Regions from separate parts of the Rattus norvegicus genome. Here region 2 is linked to region 1. A link is a contact called in public Hi-C data. All regions are on one chromosome and are shown on one strand. Each heading gives the region's core, a stretch centred on a gene start, on an enhancer-like site or on the middle of the called end of the contact. The rest is flanking DNA. Distances are from core to core; before and after follow the strand shown. Region 1 overlaps Kalrn (kalirin, RhoGEF kinase). Region 2 holds the start of Itgb5 (integrin subunit beta 5).

Evidence for each region. Hi-C and Micro-C count contacts between places; a contact is called where the count stands out from the background.
Region 2: a Hi-C map of liver shows a contact between it and region 1, with 5 times the contacts expected there. The contact joins the promoter of Itgb5 here to the enhancer-like site in region 1. A contact is called at or near these places in 8 of 12 Hi-C or Micro-C datasets (the A7r5 cell line, Schwann cells, frontal cortex and 5 more).

The regions. Positions count from the first base shown.
Region 1 is chr11:80,173,695-80,177,530 of GRCr8, forward strand. It overlaps Kalrn (kalirin, RhoGEF kinase), which reads left to right. Exons shown (of 60, transcript NM_032062.2): 34 at 30-276. Among named protein-coding and RNA genes, the nearest start is that of Umps, 140 kb to the right of the region's middle. Within about 2 kb of position 1,622, at least 16 of the 93 cell types and tissues checked have an H3K27ac peak or open chromatin away from gene starts, as enhancers often do.
Region 2 is chr11:80,447,592-80,451,427 of GRCr8, forward strand. It overlaps Itgb5 (integrin subunit beta 5), which reads right to left and starts at 1,782. Exons shown (of 15, transcript NM_147139.2): 1 at 1,666-1,782. The coding sequence starts at 1,735.

The DNA.
Region 1 (3,836 bases), core at 372-2,871:
ACTCTACCCCTCTACCGCCACCACCAAAGCTCTCAGGTGGATGTGAGCTGACCGTGGTCCTCCAGGACTTCAGCGCGGCCCACAGCAGTGAGCTGAGCATCCAGGTGGGGCAGACTGTGGAGCTGTTGGAACGACCCAGTGAGAGACCCGGCTGGTGTCTGGTCCGCACCACAGAGCGGAGCCCCCCACAGGAAGGCCTGGTCCCCAGCAGCACCTTGTGCATCTCACACTCGAGAAGCAGCGTGGAAATGGACTGCTTCTTCCCCCTGGTGAAAGGTAGGGACAATTGAGGCGGTGGGGATGGCAAGCGTCGGCTGAGCACGGTAGAACTGGCCTGAGAGTCCACTTTGATTGAGCCGGGTTTCTCTGAGATCTGGAAGTGAAGAGAGGGTGTGTGGAGAGTTGGAAGTAAAAGCTACTTGTGTCTCTGTGTCTTGGAGAAAGTCGTCCAGCCTTTCCGGGTCCGGGTCCGTCTCATTGAAGCGCTGACCTGTAAGCGCTCTCCCAGCCTTCCCTGTGCACAACGTTACATCTAGACTTGAGTTTTCACCCTGACAGGAGGACGGAGCAACCCCAGCAACCCACAGTGGGGTAGGGCTTGGCTATCCTCTCCGCTCAGGGTCAGAGGTCACCCTGCCACTTTTTCTCCTTTGATGCACTCAATGTATTAGCCAGGGCTTTCTAGAGTAACAGAACTTATAGAATGAACATATGTGATATATATTTATATATAACGATCCCCATTATATAAAAAGGATTTATCAGGATGATTCACAGGGTGTGGTCCAGCTAATCCTGCAATGGCTGGCTATGAATAGAAAGTCCAAGAATCCAGTAGTTCTTCAGTCCACAGGGCTGGATGTCTCAGCTGGTCTTCAGTAGGCGGTAGGATTCCGAAGAAGTTGGCTCTAATGTCAGGGAAGGACTGGACCTTCCAGCAAGGCTAGAGCAAGCGGGCAAAGAGTGGAGCTTCCTTCCTTCATGTCCTTATATAGGATTCCAGCAGAAGGGTGCTTTTCCTACCTCAAAAAGATCTGGATTAAAGGTGCATCTTCCCACCTCGAAGATCCAGATTAGAAGCAAATCTTTCTACTTCAGATTAAGCAAATAATCTCTCACAGGTGTGCCCTCCACTTATGGATTTTAGTTAATTCCAAATGCAGTCAAAGCGACGATCGAGAATAGCCACTGGTCATGGTTATCCAGGCCCTGGTCTGTTCTCTGTGTGCCCCATGCTCCCCCACATGCCGCTTATATACTGATGCCAGGGAGACCATTGGCTCTCCCCGAGTGGTCTCCGTCATAGCAGCTCCTGTGAGCCTGTTGGCAGTGGGGATGCTCAGACTCCATCTACCTGCTTAGTGGGTGACCACACCAGTTTGCTCTTCAGCTGGCTCATTCACAGTGGAGTCCAAGAACACGGGCTTCCGAAGTCACTGTGGCCTTGAACTCATACATCTCACATTGAAGAAACTGAGGCCCAGAAAATGACAGAGAACCAAGTCTTAGTCTGCATCTGAGTTGTGTAAATGGTCAGATATAAGCGTGGGGATCCCATCTATACATGAGACCCAGGGCAGGTTGCCTGATACATGCAAGGCTGGAACCATGAATTTCTGCTTCTGACCACTAGATGGAGATGGTGGACCACCATGGCTGTAGTGCCCAGCTCTTCAGGCTCCAGGAGGTTCCGTCAGAAATTCAAACTAAAACACACACACACACACACACACACACACAGGCACATGCACAGAACCACACCCACACACACACCCTTAGTTGAGCCACTATCTTCTTCCTTCTTTCCTTTAAGGACCTTGGAGACACTACAGGGAAGCTGTGTGGGATTTGTAATTTGTAATTGCAGGTTCCTTGGAAGAAACCAATGCCTGCACCCCTCTGACATCCTTCGTGTAGAGGATTAGAGTGTGCCTCTGTTTTGAGTTAGGTGAGGAAAGTGGGGCCCATGGAGGGCAGATTGTTGTGAGGATAAAATGAGACAGCTCTCTTGTGTTCTCTCTCTCTCTCTCTCTCTCTCTCTCTCACACACACACACACACACACACACACACACACACTCACATACACTCACACACACCCACACGCGGCGCGCTCACACACACGCATGCTCACACACGATCACGCATGCTCAACACACACTCACCAGTCCTGGCACTTAGCACACACCTTTACTGTCTAGCAAAGTAAGTGCCAACAAACTCCCACAAACCCAGCCAGAGACCTTAGAGTACCGACAGTAAAGGAGAGAAAAAGAAAGACCAGGAAAGCTGACTTCTCATAGATCCCAGGTTGTTTTCACTGAGGAGTCCCGCCCCCTTTCCAGCCGGTGACTGGATGATACATGCATGCTGTCCTAGCTGGGCTCACTCCATGTACAGGTGGTGAGCATCAGACCAAAGATGGAGAGTCAGAAGGCAGTGAGAGCGTTTAGAGGTGGAGGCATCCGGAAATCTCACGGGACAGACTGGGAGAGCTACAGCTAACAGTGTGAGCCGCAGCTGAGATGTAACCCAGTGGGAGCTGAGGACCCAGACAAGCAGCTGCAGGACTCCCTAGCTAGCTACACCAACCACAATGGCTTCCCAAAGTGACTGCCAGTCCACATCAGACATTCGAGTGGATCTTTAGTCGAAGATTGGCCTCTCTTTCCAAGAGGAGGCTGGCTGGTTGGGCCTGTAAACTGGGAAGCCACTCCCATTCCCAGCCAAGCTAGAAAACAGGGGTACCCATCCAAGCCTGGCAGCTTACACCTATATTCCCAGCTAGAGACGGGAAGCTTGCCACAAACTCAGAATTGCCTAGGCAACAGAGTGAGACAGGGACGGGCTGGGGGAGGGGGCTGTGAATCTAGGCATGAGCATGGGCATGCTCCGCTCCCCGCCCTCAGGACACAGGACGCTCCGGGCGCCCTTGTACCCTGAGTGAAAGACCACGTTTGGGAGCAGCGGAGACCCAGTGAACTGATGCTGCTTGCATCCTAGCTGGCCGCCTACTTGCAACCTGGCTTTTCCTTCTACCAGCTGTTGATTTTATTCAGTAGGCACTCGGCACCGGAAATTACCCAGAATGCATTTCTCCGGCGTTGTGGAACAGGAGAGGTCAGCCACATCTGGGAACACGGAGGTCAGATTGATTACTTCTTCAGTTCCCAGGAAAAGGGAACTAGGTCTGTTAACGTTTGTGGGTTGGTACAAATTGGTACCTCACAGGCTGCGTGAGGTCCAGACTATTGGCGATACCCTAAATGGTGTATGGATAATTGGGCCAGAAACAGGAGCATAAGGACTACCCATCAGGAAGGGAACTCTGGGAGCCTAGAACAGATCATCACCCAGTGTGTACATTACAGTAGGGTACAAGTCTTCCAGAGTGGCAGGACCCAGAACAGCTGGAGCCAGAAGCCCTCTATGAGGCAAGAGAAGTGAATCTAAGGTTAGCCTGGGTTGAGAACCTCTGCACTAGCCCAGGCTTCCCTCTTCCAGAGATTCTGGGCCACAGGAAGGCACAGCACCTGTCTCCCAAGCCACAGGGAGCCAGGCCGACCAGGATCCCACCCCCACCCCGACTCTCTGCACACTTAGCCTTCAGACTTCTAGATGGCTCTAGGCTTCTTCTGCCCCTCCTTTCCTGGACCTCCTCTAGGGCAGGAGAGGGCTGTTCCAATATGTGCATGATGTTGACTCACGGGGTTGTCGAGAAATATCCAGACTTTGTAACAGAATTGGGGCGGGCCTGCCTTCGACATTCCTTTCCTCTCCCTGGTCTCTCAGATCCTCTTCAGAGTTGGGCTTTCTGAGATCTGATCTTCTCTCCTC
Region 2 (3,836 bases), core at 532-3,031, 270 kb after region 1:
GACACAGAGTGGGGCTGTAAAGAAGGGGAATGGATCTTGGAAGAATTGGGGGGAGGGGGAATAAATAAGATAAAAACAGGTTTCCGGGAAACTCAACTAATAAAGATAAAATTTTTGCGATGGGAAATGTTTGAGTTTTCATTCGAATCAAATGGCTAGAAACTAGAACCATCCCAAAGTTGAATCTCACAGGATGCTAACAGAAGAGGAGAAACTAAGGTAAGGTTGCTGAGTGTTTATTCTGACAAAAATTTAAATTTAAAAAACACCATCACCATCACACACACACACACACACACACACACACACACACACACACACACTCTCTTAAAAGAAAAAATTTCCACCAAACTCTAAAGAGTATAACTTCAAACTAAAACACTCTCCTGAAGAAGTGAGGTAGGCTGACAAGGATATATTCCAGAGGGTGGTGATTCAAACTACATCTCTTTGCGTTTCCCTGGGGACCTTTTGGAACAGGAAAGATGGACACTGGTTGCCAGACTGGGGGTGGGGGGTCCCAGTGATCTACTTATTTTTCCATAAGAGCAGCCTTGCTACACTATTAAGTTTGGACTGGGACGACATTTTTGTTTCCTCAACTCGCTCCTAGCTCTCAGACGGAAACCTCGACCTCCTTCATGTAAACAAGACGCGGTAGGGGAACAGAGGTCTCCCCAAAAGCAGCCAGGCAACCGCTGGGCTCAGAAAGGCAAACAAATACTCCAGGCTTGAAAGTGAATGACGCACCCTTAATCAATACACAATTACTTCCGACGGGAAGGAGAACGTTCCGAAACTCCTGCTTTGAGTGGGTAGGTATAGAGAGGTAGGACAAGCTCCTGACCCTAGCAGCTACAGCGCCAACTATCAAGCTTCCTGTAGGGACTGTTGTTTGTTTGTTTGTTTGTTTGTTTGTTTGTTTGTTTGAGACAGGGTTTCACTGTATACCCTTAGCTGTCGGACCTTGCTCTGTAGAACAGGCTGGTCTCGATCCGCCTGCCTCTGCCCCTCCCCCCGAAAGCTGGGGTTAAAGGCGTGCGCCACCACCGCACGGCTCTAGAGACTTAACTGCCCTTCCCAAGTCTGAAAACTTAACGCAGGTAGCTGGGGGCTCCAGCATCACCGCCAGGGTGCATCCGGCTAAGGCAGCGCCAGCAGCCCCTCCGCAGTCTGGACGCGGTGTTTGTGAGTCACCGTACAGGAACAGGATCAGATGGTGGTGTCCCAGGTGGGGCCGTGACTTCGGACTTACGGAGAGTGGCGACAACTTTCAGTTTAGAGCAAACTTAGAGAAAGTTGCATTATCCACAGACCTCCGGGATGACCCGGCCGCCGTACTTTAGCCCCCACATCACTCTCCGCGGGCCACAAGGGCTGCTTTGTGCAGGCGAGCGCAGTGCTGGGGCCCCAGCACCGGGCGGGGAGACTTTCCCTCCCAAGTCCCCAGCGCCCTCGGGCTCGGCCACCAGACGCACGCTGTTTACACAGGAAGGGAAGGCTCCTCCTCAGCCCGGGAGGGAACCGGCCAGTGCACGCAGATCCGAAGCCCGCGCCCCGCCGACCCATCTGGGAGCGCCCAGGGGTGCACTGCACCCTCGGTTCCCGCAAGCGGCCGCGGGAGAGCAAAAGTTACGGAGCGCGCTGCGGGGCGGCGCGGCTTACCTGCGAGGCGCGGCACGAGCGCGCAGAGCCCGAGCAGACAGGCGTAGAGGGTCGCGGGCACCCGCGGCATGGTGCGCGCCGCTCGGCGGGGGCGCGCGGCGGGGACGGAGCGGGGCCGAGGCCGGGGACCGCAGCGGCATGCCGGGCGCTGCGCTCGGGATCACGGCGCCCGCGGCCGGGCTGGCCCGCGCCCCGCCGCCACCATCGTCCTCGCTGGCCGGCTGGGACACCCGGAGTAGTCACCGTTTACGACGTACCCTCGCCGAGTCCCCGCGCGTCTGCTCTCGGCGCCCCTTCCCTTCTCCCTCTGCTGCCGGCCCCCAACTCTTCTCTGCTTTCTCCTCCCCTCTCTCCCGCAGGCCGCCACTCGGTCAGTTTACGGCTAGGCGGGACGGGGCGGGGCGAGCTCCGGGCCGGACCAGCTCCGCCCTGCGCCGGGACCCGCCAGCACGCCTAGGTCCTGGGCTGCCCAGGTGGCTGTCACAGCTGACGCACTTGTGGGGATCGCGGGTTCGAAACTTCTAGTTAGGGTCTCCTCCCGGATCTTGGCCTCTACGGGAGGGGGCGGGACACGCTCCTTTAGGGCTACAGAGATTACTTGGACCAAAGCAATCTCAGTTATGACTTCAGGATCGAGGGAAGATACGGCTTGGATCTGCCAGGCCATTTCGTCACGCCACAAGCGCATGCCAGCCCAGGCCTCGCCTGAGAGGGACAGAGGCGCCGGCATATTCAATCTCAAGACGCCACGCTTGGGATGGGCAAGGGAGGACACTAGAAGCTCAGGTGAAGCCCAGGGCACCCTGCTGAGCAGGCACTGTGCTAAGTGCTGTCTGTCCTTGTCCTCACCCCTCGAGTACTCCTAACATCCCTACCTTTGTTTAGGTGAGGAAACTGAGCCACTGAGGTTTAATACGCTGGAGGAAGGGACTGCTAGGATGTTTTTCAGAAATTAGGAATGCAGGTCAGGAACCAGTTGGAAGGTCAGGACTTGGAGGTGTGGGTGCAAAACCTACCTAAGGCATTTGGATCTTACAAGCTTTGTTGTGCCCACCTTCCAAACTCTGACTCGGTGGCACTGGCAGAAGTGTAGTGTAGTGCATAGGGGAAAGTGAACCAATACAGAGTAAACTTAAAAATTCATTCTTAAACCATATGCAACTACCATACTCTGTCATCTTTGGCTTTGTTTTGATTTAAAAGTCACACTTGCTGCCAGCCATGGTCCAGTAGAATTCATGCTGCAGAAACAGCCCAGGTAGATCTTGGAATTACCTGCCCTTGGGGGCATTGGCCTTGGGGCTATTCCTATCCCAGCTTAGAGGTGGCGGTCCTACGCTATGGGAGCTGATCAAAGAGTTTGAACTGGAAGGTTGAATAGTGAGAAGTGTTGGTTAGTCTGGCAGGGATGTGTAGGAAGGATCAGCTAGCAGGAGAGTTGAGTCCTGAAAGCTGGCGGAATGCTGCTTTAAGTACAATATTAGCCTCCCTGTGCCGCACAGTCTTCGAGTTCAGGGCCCGTAATATCCCATCTTCTCTGCCCCCAAAATGAGCACTTCATAGCTGCAGAAACATCCCCCTTTGTCCCACGCCTGGCACAGACCGCCATTTGTCTAAATCGCACCTGGAAAGAGCTGTGATTCAACTTGCCCTAATTCTCCCCAGCCGCCTCCTGTCTTTTCTGGTGGTTCTCTGGTCCCCAGCCCCCTCCTGTCTGACATAGCTGGTGGTTCTCTGGGTCCCCAGCCTGCCCAGACCTGCCATAAGCCATGAGCCCTGAGCAATCCAACCTTCATCAAAGCTGGTTTGAGGCACCTTTTCGAATTCAGAACTTCTGCCTTGTGGTTTGTACCCCCCTACACACACACACACACACACACACACACACACGAGTCCTTCATCTGAGTGCTCACAGATAAATAAAGTGTCAGATACACACGATGATCTATTTGATCCTAAAATGGAGTGGACCTGGGCATGGTGGCTCACCTTTATTCCCAGCAAAAACAGGCATATTTATAAATTTGAGGCTGGGGGTGGGGGTGGGGTGTCTACATAGTAAATTCCAGAACAGACAGAGCTATGCAGAGACCCTGTCTCAAAATTAAGAGAAAACAAAACAAAAGGAATCCTGACACTTATTACAAAATCTAAAACACCCTGCTGACATG